2 separate regions of the Nomascus leucogenys genome follow, and region 1 is linked to region 2. The links are chromatin contacts, called in public Hi-C maps. All regions are on one chromosome and are shown on one strand. Each heading gives the region's core, a stretch centred on a gene start, on an enhancer-like site or on the middle of the called end of the contact. The rest is flanking DNA. Distances are from core to core; before and after follow the strand shown. Region 1 overlaps GPR19 (probable G-protein coupled receptor 19). Region 2 has its middle 12 kb from the start of GPR19.

Region 1 (6,413 bases), core at 3,422-5,921, 42 kb after region 2:
CCTCACATCTGTGTCCCATCTAGGCTGTGTCTAGGACATTCACCTCCCATTTTTGAGTTATATACAAGTAAATGTGCAGGTGCTGTTGCTAGCATATCTACAAAATGCCAAAGACAGAAACAACAGATGGCATTTCTCTGTGCTCTGCAATTCAAGCCGAGACTTTCAGCTGCCCAGCCCTACCCCTGTACACCAGGACAGCAAGGGCAAGGGCTGCCTTCCTCGTTCTCCTAGGAACTGGAGGCCATTTCTCTAGCCAGAGCCTGTTCTCCCTCATCTCTCTCCAGGGCACAGCACCATACCCTGGCCAAGCTCAAACTCTTCTTTGCCTGTGATAACTATGGAATTTTTTTCCTCTGGTTCCCAGATCTCCATTATTTCAAATCGAGGACCAGCCAGCACATTTAAAAAATGTTTTTATTTAAACAATAAAGGGTTTACAGACAAGACTGGTATGCATTTTCACGCCCTAGTTAACAAGAGCTGCAAATAATAACTCCAGTTGTTCAGCAATTCTACATGCATTATCTCCTTTATCCTCTCAACAATTCTGTGATATATTTATTATCATCCCTTTTATAGATGAGCAAACTGGAACTCAATTGTTATGTGACCTGCCCAAGTTGGAATGTGACAGAGCTGGTATTCAAACTCGAGCCTCTAACCGCATGTCTGTCTGTTGCTCTTTCCTTGACATTTCAGATGTCTCCCTAGAGAACACGAGGCGCCAAACCCATCCAGGCCTTGAAGGGCCTCCTGACCACTGCCTTGGTGGAAGTCAAAGGTCTAAGAGAATTTGGCCATTCTGTTTTCTTTTTTAATTTTTTTTTTTTTTTTGAGACGGAGTCTCACTCTGTTGTCCAGGCTGGAGTGCAATGGCGTGATCTCGGCTCACTGCAACCTCTGCCTCCCAAGTTCAAGTGATTCTCCCGCCTCAGCCTCCCAAGTAGCTGGGATTACAGGTGCCCGCCACCACGCCAAGCTAATTTTTGTATTTTTAATAGAGACGGGGTTTCACCATGTTGGCCAGGCTAGTCTCGAACTCCTGACCTTAGGAGATCCACCTGCCTCGGCCTCCCAAAGTGCTGGGATTACAGGCGTGAGCCACAGCACCTGGCCTCTTTTTTATTTTCAATTTTAAAAAATCAGCTGAATTTAAGATTCACTGGTGATTCTTTAAAAAGGTCTAGTTGAAATGTAATGAGCTGGCCTTCACCTGTTCCTTGGCTGTAGCTAGGTTCTTGGACTTGTGCTGCAGAATGTTTGCGACAAGGAGGGAAACCTGTACCTTCCTACCTCCCAGACACAGGGGAATGAGACAAGATTACGTTTTGATATTTGGGACAAAGAATAACAAAACATTTAATCTACAAAACATTTACAGAGCTGATGTTTTTAAGTTGAGATGCTTTGTTCAATCGCAAATTCCAAAGATAGAAATAATATATTTTTCTTTCTCCCTTTTCCCGTTCTCCTCACATTCTTATCCCATCAGCAAATGGCTCTAAAACAACAAAATGTGCCAGATATTTACCTCACTTAGCCCTTGAATTTCATGGTTCAGACTTGTTAAAATATGGAAGAGACCCCTGCCGTAGTTTTATTTTTTGTCTTTTTAAGTGAACTATTATTTTTTCGAGTTACAGTGTGAAAAGTTTGTTTCCATTTTGTTTTTATATATTTATAGTTCTCGGTTTAAACTGAGAAGAATTACACCAGGTGATTTCTAAGCTCTATTGTGTCTAATGTTCTGGGAGTTTACTACAGTAGGTGAATATTCAGTGAGACAATGTGATACAAGCTCTTGTGTAAACAGTTTGTTGTTGTTTTTTTTCTTTTTGAGACAGAGTCTCGCTCTATCACCCAGGCTGGGGTGCAGTGGCACGATCTCAGCTCACTGCAACCTCCATCTCCCAGGTTCAAGCGATTCTCGTGCCTTAGCCTCCCAAGCAGCTGGGCCTACAACCACCACATCCGACCAATTTTTGTATTTTTAGTAGAGATAGTGTTTTTCCATGTTGGCCAGGCTGGTCTCAAACTCCTGGCTTCAAGTGATCCACCCGCCTCAGCATCCCAAAGTGCTGGGATTATAAGCACGAGCCACCATCCCTGCCAGAAGGTATTTTTTAATCCCCCAAATAATGACAAATTAAGAGTATTAAGTCACAATCAAGAGAGCCCCAAAGTTGCATGACCTGTATTAATTCAGCTATGTTCTCTCAGGGTGTTGGTAATTCACTGCATTTCTGTTTAGCTTAATATTCAGCATGCCTGGTGTTTCTCTTGATCCTGAATTTGGAAGAGGCTTCACATAAGGCACAGATGGATGAAAATTTGCTTAAGTCCCGCAACACAAGAACAGCATTCACTACACCTCACATTTACTCCACAAGAACCAGAATTAAGCCACAGAGAGACAATGAGGTGCACCACACACCCAGATTCATGTGGCCCTTCAAACAGGAGTCCAAGAAAGGCAGCAGCGGGAAGCAGCCTCCACAGTAGAGGCAGTTCTCCTACCTGGCTCCAGGTTCTCATAAAGCGTCGGTGGGCAGGGAAGGGACAGGGATGTATCCTCTGAGTAGAATTTGAATTCTCCCTTTCTTCTCCTCTTCATTGAATACATTAATGTCCAGCCTGCTGCAGAGCCAATAAGCACATCCTGCGCAGGTGCGTTTGCCTGGGAGCCTTTCATCACAGGCTTAGCCCCCATGCCCGGAGCTGATACCCCAGGCCAGACTTCTCCCTCAGGAATGACAATTTTATCCTTGGTGGAGGCCCATCTCCACCAAGCAAGTGGGGAGTGGAGTCGTTTGCCAGAGACTGCTGGCAATTTCACCTCCCCCCTTCCATACTTGCTGCCATTTGCGCAAGCTCACTCTGAAGCCACATAACCAAGCTCAGCTGGGGAGACCTGACCAGGATCCGCTTCCAGGTTATGCTCCTCTGAAAACCATACATAAAAGAAGCAAGGAATTAGACACTTTTAGAGCAGACGGGATGTTGGGAGACCTAGCCCAAGCCCTTCATTAGTTAGAAGCAGAAATTGAGACCAAGAGAGGTGAAGTTAGGGCTAACCTACAATGTCTCCTACCCACCAGTTCAACTTCCTTTCTTTTTTTTTTTGAGATGGAGTCTCGCTCTGTCCCCCAGGCTGCAGTGCAGTGGTGCCATCTCTGCTCACTGCAAGCTCTGCCTCCCAAATTCACACTATTCTCCTGCCTCAGCCTCCTGAGTGGCTGGGACTACAGGTGCCCGCCACCACACCCAGCTAATTTTTTGTATTTTTAGTAGAGACGGGGTTTCACTGTGTTAGCCAGGATGGTCTCGATCTCCTGACCTCGTGATCCGCCCACCTTGGCCTCCCAAAGTGCTGGGATTACAGGCGTGAGCCACCGCACCCGGCCTCAACTTTCTTTCAACTTTGCCATTTGGCTTGCTGTGGTTTTATTTATTTATTTATTTATTTATTTATTTATTTATTATCTGAGACGGAGCCTCACTCTGTCACCCAGGCTGGAGTGCAGTGGTGCAATCTCGGCTCACTGCAACCACCTTCTCCTGGGTTCAAGCAATTCTCCTGCCTCAGCCTCCCAAGCAGCTGGGACTACAGGCATGTGTCACCAAGCCCAGCTAATTTTTGTATTTTTAATAGAGATGGGGTTTCACCATATTGGCCAGGCTGGTCTCGAACTCTTGACCTTGTGATCCCCCCACCTTGGCCTCCCAAAGTGCTGGGATTACAGGCATGAGCCACGGCACCCGGCCTGATTCATTTATTTTTTAATACATTAGTTTTATTTATTCCTCAGCACTCTGGGAGGCCAGGCAGGCAGATCGCTTGAGCCCAGGAGTTTGAGACCAGCCTGGGCAACATAGTGAGACCCCTCGTCTCTACAATCAGCCAGGTGTGGTGCACGTGCCTGTAGTCCCAGCTACCCAGGAGGCTGAGGTTGCAGCTGAGATCTGCCACTGCACTCATCTTGGCTCACTGCAACCTCCGCCTCCCAGGTTCAAGCGATTCTCCTGCCTCAGCCTCCTGAGTAGCTGGGATTACAGGCCCCGTGCCACCACGCCCTGCTAATTTTTTTGTATTTTTAGTAGAGACGGGGTTTCACCATGTTGGCCAGGCTGGATGTATTCGATTTTTAAAAATCCAAACTGTGTGCAGGAGAATATGAAAGGAATACATAAGCCTTCACTGTTCATTTAGCCTGCTAATTCATCTGTGAAAATGATGACTTTAGAGTGCGGTAATTAGAGAACAGTGGAAACGAACCGACTTCCTCTGACAGTTTTACAGAATGACCGCTTGATGGCACTGTGACTTGTGGACAGAGCCCACCACCTCTTCACGATGCCTGTCACACTGGCGAATTCAGAGAAGTCCTCGTCTCATAGCAACAAGACAGGGAAAATTGCTGAGCGCCCAGAAGCAGCTGTAGATTAAGTAATCAATCAGTGTGTTCAAAACACAAAGCATTTAAACACTGGAGGAAATTCCAAAATAATACCCTTTTCAGACATGAAATGACTAGTCAAAATATTGTTTTAAACCCATTTTACAAATGTGATCATTTTCAAAAAACTCCATCAGACCACCAAGCTGGCATTAGTGCCACCCACACTTGCCAGGGCCTGTCTTTTCCTTTTCCGCTCTTTTCATCATTGACACAGAGAATTCATGGACTTTTTCATAGCAGTGTATCTAGAATTTCCCCACAAGTGAATGTTCATATGCTGCTAGTAAGTAGGCAGTTAAATTTATTTTAAAGTAAGCCCCTACAATCTGGGCTATTCTGAACTTTTTTGCACAATTGAACACTTCAAGTGCTCTATATTTTCTTTCTCAGAAGAAGCCTCTTTTATATATATATATATTTTATTTTTTAGTAGAGATGGAATCTTGCTTTGCCGCCCAGGGTAGTCTTGAACTCCTGGCCTCAAGTCTGCCTGTCTTCTTCTGAGCCCTCCAAACTGTTCCAACCTCTGCCTGGTATGCAGTTCCAAAGTCACTTCCACATTTTCAGCTATCTGTATGGCAATGCCCCCACTTCTTGGTACCAATTTTCTATATAAGTCCATTCAAGCATTGCTATAAAGAACTGCCTGAGACTGGGTAAAGAAAAGCGGTTTAATTGACTCACCGTTCCACAGGCTGTACAGGAAGCATGGCTGGGCAGGCCTCAGGAAACTTACAATCATGGCGTAAAGGGGAAGCAGGCACATAAAGGGGAAGCAGGCACATCTTACAAGGCCAAGGAGGAGGAAGAGAAGGTGGGAGATGCCACACACTTTTAAACAACCAGCTCTCGTGAGAACTCACTCATTATCACGAGAACAGCAAGGGGGAAATCTGCCCCCATGATCCAATCACCTCCCAGTGAAACAAGAGAAGTTCCCTTGTCCCCCTCGCAGGCCATGCAATGGGGGTGTGCCTCACTTTTTCAGTGCCCCACTCCTCAAACCTCTCAGGGAGCATACAGACAGGCGGGCTATGGGGCTCCAACCCCATGGCAGTGTCTAGGGGTGAATGTTTACAGCTGAAGCCCCGGTGGGTGTGTGTTACAGGGTGCTCTTTTAGTTTAGCTATCCACAGGCGGCTTGTGTTAGTCAGCTCAATTAGACCCCTGCCTCATCACAAGGACAGAGGGCTTTCTGTATCCTGGGATTCTTGCCTTGGTGTACTGGAAGACTCAGATCGCACGTGGGCTAGGAGAGTGAGTGCAAGGTTTTACTGAGTGGTAGTGGCTCTCAGCAGATGGTGGAGCCAGAAGGGAGATGGTTTTCTCCTGGAGTCGGGCCGCTCAGCGGCCCGGGCTCTCCTCCAACCGCCCCCCCCCCCCCCAAACTCCACGTCGTTCTGCTGGTTGGTGGCTTGCTGGCATGCCAGCGTGCCTGTCAATGTGTTCTTGACATCCTCTCAACATCCAGCCATTTGTGTATTCCTCTGCCAATGTGTTTCTCTGGACATCCAACCGCTGGGGTGCCTGCCTGCTAGGGTCTTGGGGGTTTTTATAGGCACAGGATGGGGGTGCGGTGGGTCAGGGTGGTCCTGGGAAATGCAACATTTGGGCACGAAGGCAGGAGTCCCAGTTCTCACATAGGTCCGCAGGCACAGGCCTAGGGGTGGAGCCCTCACCAGGGACCTGCCTTTCTCTAGCCAGCACTTCCCTGCCCCCACTTCCATATCACCAACACTGGAGGTTGGAGGTTGCAATTCAACATGAGATTTGGGCAGGGACACAAATCCAAACCATATCAAAGATATTTTATATAGCTTTGTTATGGCATTTTTTCAAACAGACACTTTTCTGTAGTCCATTTATCAGTCTTGTGGGTCTTGCCTAAAAAGCCCCCCTGACTCTGATTTTTTCCTTTTATTTTCCATGTTTCCTCTTAGGATTTTTATA
Region 2 (6,354 bases), core at 2,148-4,647:
TGAAACATTTCATATGAGAACATGATTTTTGGAACTGTGGCAGCTATCTTGTGACTAAGATAATAGACTCTTTAATACATTGAAGATAACAGACCATAAAGGTATCTTTCCTTATCAGAGATGTAAATGGAATGAAGTCAGCCATGCAAACATGCCAGTAGATGGAGGCAAGGGCAGAGTTCCCTAGCAGGAAGTAGACTGCATCTGCAGCGATGTCCTCAGTGGGCATTATTTGACTAGTCACAAACCAAATTTGCCCTTCTTTCTCCCTTTTCCCCTCTCGTGCTGAAGATTCTCTTCCCTCTGATTGAAACATTGTTTTAGTGATGGGATCTTGCTATATTGTCCAGGCTGGACTTGAACTCTTGGGCTCAAGGGATATTCCTGCCTCAGCCTCCTGGGTAGCTGGGACTATAGGCATGGGCCTGTGCCAGCAGAAATATTCTTTCTTTAGGTATGACAAGAGTACTGAATTACCCCCAATACTTAAGACCTGAGTGCAGAGCTAAAAGTAAGCAAAATTTGTTTGGCTTATCATTAGGGATTCATGCACAAACCCTGCAATTTGGCCCTAATATGTATGTTTTCAATTTTTTTTTCTTGAGATGAAGTCTTGCTCTGTTGCCCAGGCTGGAGTGCTGTGGCACAATCTCAGCTCACTGCAACCTCCACCTCCCGGGTTCAAGCGATTCTCCTGCCTCAGCCTCCAGAGTAGCTGGGATTACAGGTGTGCACCACCACGCCCGGCTAATTTTTGTATTTTTAGTAGAGACGGGGTTTCACCATGTTGGCCAGGCTGGTCTCGAACTCCTGACCTCATGATCCGCCCACTGCAGACTCCCAAAGTGCTGAGATTACAGGCGTGAGCCACCGTTTCTGGCCAAGTTCATTCTTTCTTTTTCCTGGGGATTAAGTTAATTTCAATGCTCATACTGACTGTGATAAACCAAATTCTTCACCTTCCCTATTCCTTGTCTCCCAAACTGTTCCCTATGCATTAGTTAGGAGTGACTGCAGAATGCTATATAAAATGGGCTGGGCACAGTGGCTCATGCCTGTAATCCCAGCACTTTGGGAGGCCAAAGCGGGCAGATCAAGAGGTCAGGAATTCGAGACTAGCCTGGCCAACATGGTGAAACCCCGTCTCTACTAAAAATACAAAAAATTAGCCAGGCGTGGTGGCACGCGCCTGTAATCCCAGCTACTCGGGAGGCTGAGGCAAGAGAATCGCTTGAATCCGGGAGGCGGAGGTCACAGTGAGCCGAGATCGAGCCATGGCACTCTAGACTGGGTGACAGAGCAAGACTGTCTTGAGAAAAAAAAAAAATGCTTTATCGATCATGAAAAAAATGTCCTATCATTCAGTTAATAAGGTTAAATTGTGTGGTTTTAACCAAGTTTGAGTAATTGGGGATGCATATCAGATTCATTATTTGGCAATTTCTTTCATTTGTCCTGGGGTCACAAGAATTCGAGAACTCAGATTCACATAAATATGTGGATACAGATGGCATCAGTTTTTTCACTACTTTACAGTATCAGGGTAATCACAGGGGAGCATGCCCAGAATACTGGCTAAAGAAATGGCATGATTAACTTTTTCAGCTACGGATAGTGGAAATTTTGGTAAGCATATTTTCTGACTCACAGGGCAGACTAAATTACCAATCCATCAGTCAGTTTATATTACTCACCAAAGATTTTTTTTCAGTGAAGAAAAATGTTTTATTTGACAACTTACTATTCTTACACTATAATTTTCATGTAAATGAACTAGGAGTCTCAAAGAAGTCACTGTTCTTTATCAGCTCTTCCACTCCCATACTTAATTTTCATTCAAGCCTTCTCATTATGTGCAATGAGAGTATTCAGTTTGTTTCATACTGGTTGTTTGCCTTGACAAAGTAAGCCAGCTTTCTGAGTTAGTCTTAATCATTAAAGTGAACAAGATACCCATTCACTTTATCTGCATTTTTTTTTCTTCATGATGAAAATGCCAGTTCAATACTGGCTTGGAAAACCGATTTTCACCTTACCTTAACCAAGTCAGAGTACCTCTAGCTAATGGAGCGGGATTTTAAAGTTACTTCCCATTTTGGTACAAATTTGTGTTAAAAGGTATTCAAGCTGCTGGATTTACTGAATTTTATCATATTGAACATGAGAAAATCCAGAGGCTAGCTTCTTGAGATAAAAGGATTTTCTGTGACCGATGCTGGACACATGCAAAGCTTTCAAAATTTGGTTCCATCTGCTCACATGTCCATACATATTCTCTGCTTAATTTCATATCTCTTGAAAATCCCACTTTCCTTTTAGAAAATTTCTTGTTACAAGTTGAAGTCTTCAAATTCACCATTCAAAAACATAACAGAGTCTAATAAAATTGCCAAATTGTTAACATTTATGCTTTTATCCAACTCTAAGATAATAGTGATCCAGGTTTGGCTGAATCTACCAGTTATTTAAGGTTGTTTTTTGAGCACATTAAAATGTATCATTAGAAATCCTTCCATAAAAATACTTTTTAAAAAGTCACTTTGCCTGCCTTTTTTTGTTTTCAAACAAATCCAGTCATATCTGTAAAACAAGTTTCCATCAGATCTCATTTTATAAGCAACATCCTCTTCTAAGACACCTGAAACTGACTTTGAAGAGCTCTTCAAATCATTTCAAAAATTTGTTTGTTGGCTCGTGCTTTCTTGGGTTAATGCTTCTAGAGTCGTCTCTAAGTTTCAAATTTTGCATGGCTGCCTTTTTTTTTTTTTTTTTTTTACTTGCTTCAAGAGCCAGCCTTAAATCATGTAGGTTTTGCTTGAGGTTTGCTCGAGCAAGATGACCTTAGGTTTGGTCTTATTTGCATTTTTACCATAACGGGGCCTACATTCTAAATCAGTAACTAAATGCCACCTATGAGTTTGATTAACTGTGGCTGCTTGCCAATTTTTAGTTCTGGTTAGGGTGGTGCTATTGTTTTCCTCAGGTTCATTATAAACATCTTCCGTGACAGCTCTGACGCGGCACCGATTTCTGAGTGTCCAGTGTTTTCACTACCATTATTTTCTTTGGTCTCAAGTTGACACTTAAACTGTCCAGTTTTAAACCTCCGATCCGTGCTCCCAAATGAAAACATGACTTTCATTATGAATTACACGTCAAGGGAGCAAACCAAGGCGCTCGGGGAGGCGAGAACCGGGACACAGCGCTTCGCCTGGACTGGTAAACAAACCGCCGCGCAGGCGCAATGGCAACAGGACGGTAACCTGGGTAGCCGCCAATGGGCTTTCTCGTAGAGTGAAAAGCGGAAAAGCCAAACAAAACGCTGGTTCCAAGGTGATAAACTGGCTGACTTCCTCTATTTTTACTTTTTAAAAAAATTTTGTTTCTGAAGAACTAGTTGCGCGGCCTACCGGGCCCCGCAGAGATCTTCGTGGAATTCCTCGGCCCCCGAGAAATGCCGCTAGCCTGTCGGCTAGTTATAGTGGCCTAATTTTTTGTCTTGACCTTTTTCATTTGACTGCAGCACTAATCCTAATCCACTGGGAAAGCAAAAAAAAAAAAAAAAAAAAAAAAAAAAAAAAAAAAGGCTGGAGGATCTCAACGCCACAGAAAACCTTCCTACTAGCCGGCCATCACCAAACCACGCGAGATCTGCCTGAGGAGAAGAGCGACCTCGGGAGTGTACGTTTGCGCATGCGTCTGGCTCATCAGTTTTAGCGCGCGAAAGTTCCAAAACTTTCCGCCTAGTCAGAGGCGGTCCAATTTGGCCCTTGGGGAGTGTCCGTTGCGTTGATGTGATGGATTCAAGTACACACCACCACATTCTATGAGATTTTGCAGGCAAAAGTCCACCAAAAGGGATGACCATACAAGTCATCCCTTCTTTCCGTTTTTATATTGGCCGTGAACTCTGTGAGGGGAGGTTTCAGCGAATAAAGTAGTAAAGGAGTGGGAGCGGGAGAGCCAATCAATGAGGCTGTAGAATAAGAGAGAAATCTGAAGGGACAAAGGAGTTTTATTTATTTTTCGGCTGGTGACCAAGAGGATGTGAGTGTGAGCTAAGGTAATACAGTGGGAAGGAGAAGATGGGAAGATTTGAGAGGTAAGTGAAGGTAAATCAAGGCAGTATAGCTCTAGCCTACCTGGGAGGCCAGACTAGAAGGAAGTTGACAGTAGAGGACATTTTTCTTAAAAGAGTGTGAACTTATGCATGTTTGTAAACAGGCAGAAATGGCATGCATTTAGTACATGGTGTATATAAGGTGGAAATCGGGACGCCCCTAATGGAATGGAATGAGGAAGATTCTAAAAGCCACAGTCCTGAACACAGGCCGAGGTGGAATTGGGAAGAACAGTCGCGGTAACAGAAGTCAGGAATTTGGGAACTGTCTGGAGGGATCTGACCAATCTGACCTCTTTTTGTCTCTCAGCATATATGGGACACATGCACAGGCATTGGATTTGGCCCTGCAACATCTTAAAGGTACCGCCCAACACCTGAAGTGTCTGCCTCCTTCCGATGGAGCCTCCTGGCCCCTCCCACCTCTCACCAGCTTTACTCTTTAGCCGGAATGAAATGTGGATTTCATGGAATGAAATGGTGGCATTTAGCTACCACATTACTCAGATGTGTCACTGACATCTTACAAAAGTACATACTTCTAGCCTCTAGCCTCCCAGTTCACTAGATATTAGAGTCCATCTTGATATTGGCAGCAATTCTATGCCACTTAGCTAGTATATTTTGATTCTTTGTATACTATCTGGAGTACAAGGCAGAAGAATGCTGATGGAATACGTAATTTTACTCCAACAAACGAATGGCTGATAGGTAAACAGTATCACTTTATCTGTAAGAAAAACTAAATATGGAAAGCCACAGGATTGAAGCTAGCAGTGATGGAGAAGGATCCCAGTGTGAATATATAGAATCGAAGTACTTCAGTAAAGAGCCAGGCATGGTAGTCACTTACCAATAAAGTGATTTCATTTCATTTTGGCAGCCTGAAGTATATCCTGGCAGCTGCGCTGTATGTGTGAAGTGCATAGGAAAATGCTGCAGGAAAAATCCATGGAGGCAATGGAATAGGATTTCAGGGTTGAAGCCTGGGTGTCTTGTTTTAGGGAGTGGGATCATCCAGCTCTGAGAGGCATGACATCTCGATATGATGTCATATAAAGTGTGTACAATTGGGAATCAGACCTGGGCTTTGACTTTAGGGTCTGCCGATCACTCTGTGTGACTGTCTGAATCTCAGTTTCTCTATTTGTAAAATAAGGATAATAGTGCCTGTGCCATAGGATTATTGTAATGACAAAACGAGGTAGCATAGAACTTAGTATAAAGTACACGCCACCTACCAATTGAATTGTGGATGCTCTATGCATCCTAGGTCTGTCTGTATTTAGGGAGCTTTAAGACAGGTACTCTACCAGGCCGGGCTCGGTGGCTCACGCCTCTAATCCCAGCACTTTGGGAGGCCAAGGCGGTCGGATCACGAGGTCAGGAGATCGAGACCATCCTGGCTAATACGGTGAAACCCCGTCTCTACTAAAAAAAAAAAATACAAAAAATTAGCCGGGCGTGGTGGTGGGCACCTGTAGTCCCAGCTACTCGGGAGGTTGAGGCAGGAGAGTGGCGTGAACCCGGGAGGCGGAGCTTGCAATGAGCCAAGATCGCACCACTGCACTCCAGCCTGGCGACAGAGCGAGACTCCGTCTCAAAAAAAAAAAAAAAAAGACAGGTGCTCTACCATGCCCACACATTAGAATCACCTTGGGAGCTTAAAAAAATCCTAATGCCCTGGCTTTACCCTAGACCAATTAAATCAGAATCTCTGCGAGTGGAGCCCAAACATCAGTACTTTTTTTTTTTTTTTTTTGAGACGGAGTCTCGCTCTGTCGCCCAAGCTGGAGTGCAGTGGCACAATCTCGGCTCACTGCAAGCTCCGCCTCCCGGGTTCACGCCATTCTCCTGCCTCAGCCTCTCCGAGTAGCTGGGACTACAGGCACCCACCACCACGCCCAGCTAATTTTTTGTATTTTTTAGTAGAGACGGGGTTTCACCATGGTCTCGATCTCCTGACCTCGTGATCCACCCGCCTCGGCCTTCCAAAGTGCTGGGATTACAAGCGTGAGCCACCACACCTGGCCATCAGTACTTTCTTAAAGCTCTCCATTTTGCAACTAAGGTTGACAGCCACTGCTTTAAGAGTTCCCTCTAGGGCCAGGCATGGTGGCTCACGCCTGTAATCCCAGCACTTTGGGAGGCCGAGGCAGGGGGATCACGAGGTCAGGAGTTTGAGACCAGCCTGGCCAACATGGTGAAACTCCGTCTCTACTAAAAATACAAAA

Evidence for each region. Hi-C and Micro-C count contacts between places; a contact is called where the count stands out from the background.
Region 1: a contact with region 2 is called in a Hi-C map of an unstated tissue, with 1.7 times the contacts expected there. The contact joins two enhancer-like sites. A contact is called at or near these places in 2 of 4 Hi-C or Micro-C datasets (a lymphoblastoid cell line and an unstated tissue).

The regions. Positions count from the first base shown.
Region 1 is chr23:21,162,805-21,169,217 of Asia_NLE_v1, forward strand. GPR19 (probable G-protein coupled receptor 19) reads left to right here. Exons shown (of 2, transcript XM_030804809.1): 2 at 1-809. Among named protein-coding and RNA genes, the nearest start is that of GPR19, 28 kb to the left of the region's middle. Within about 2 kb of position 4,672, the one cell type or tissue checked has an H3K27ac peak away from gene starts, as active enhancers do. A contact at or near this core is called in a lymphoblastoid cell line, where this site is marked.
Region 2 is chr23:21,122,389-21,128,742 of Asia_NLE_v1, forward strand. No RefSeq gene overlaps it. Among named protein-coding and RNA genes, the nearest start is that of GPR19, 12 kb to the right of the region's middle. Within about 2 kb of position 3,398, the one cell type or tissue checked has an H3K27ac peak away from gene starts, as active enhancers do. A contact at or near this core is called in a lymphoblastoid cell line, where this site is marked.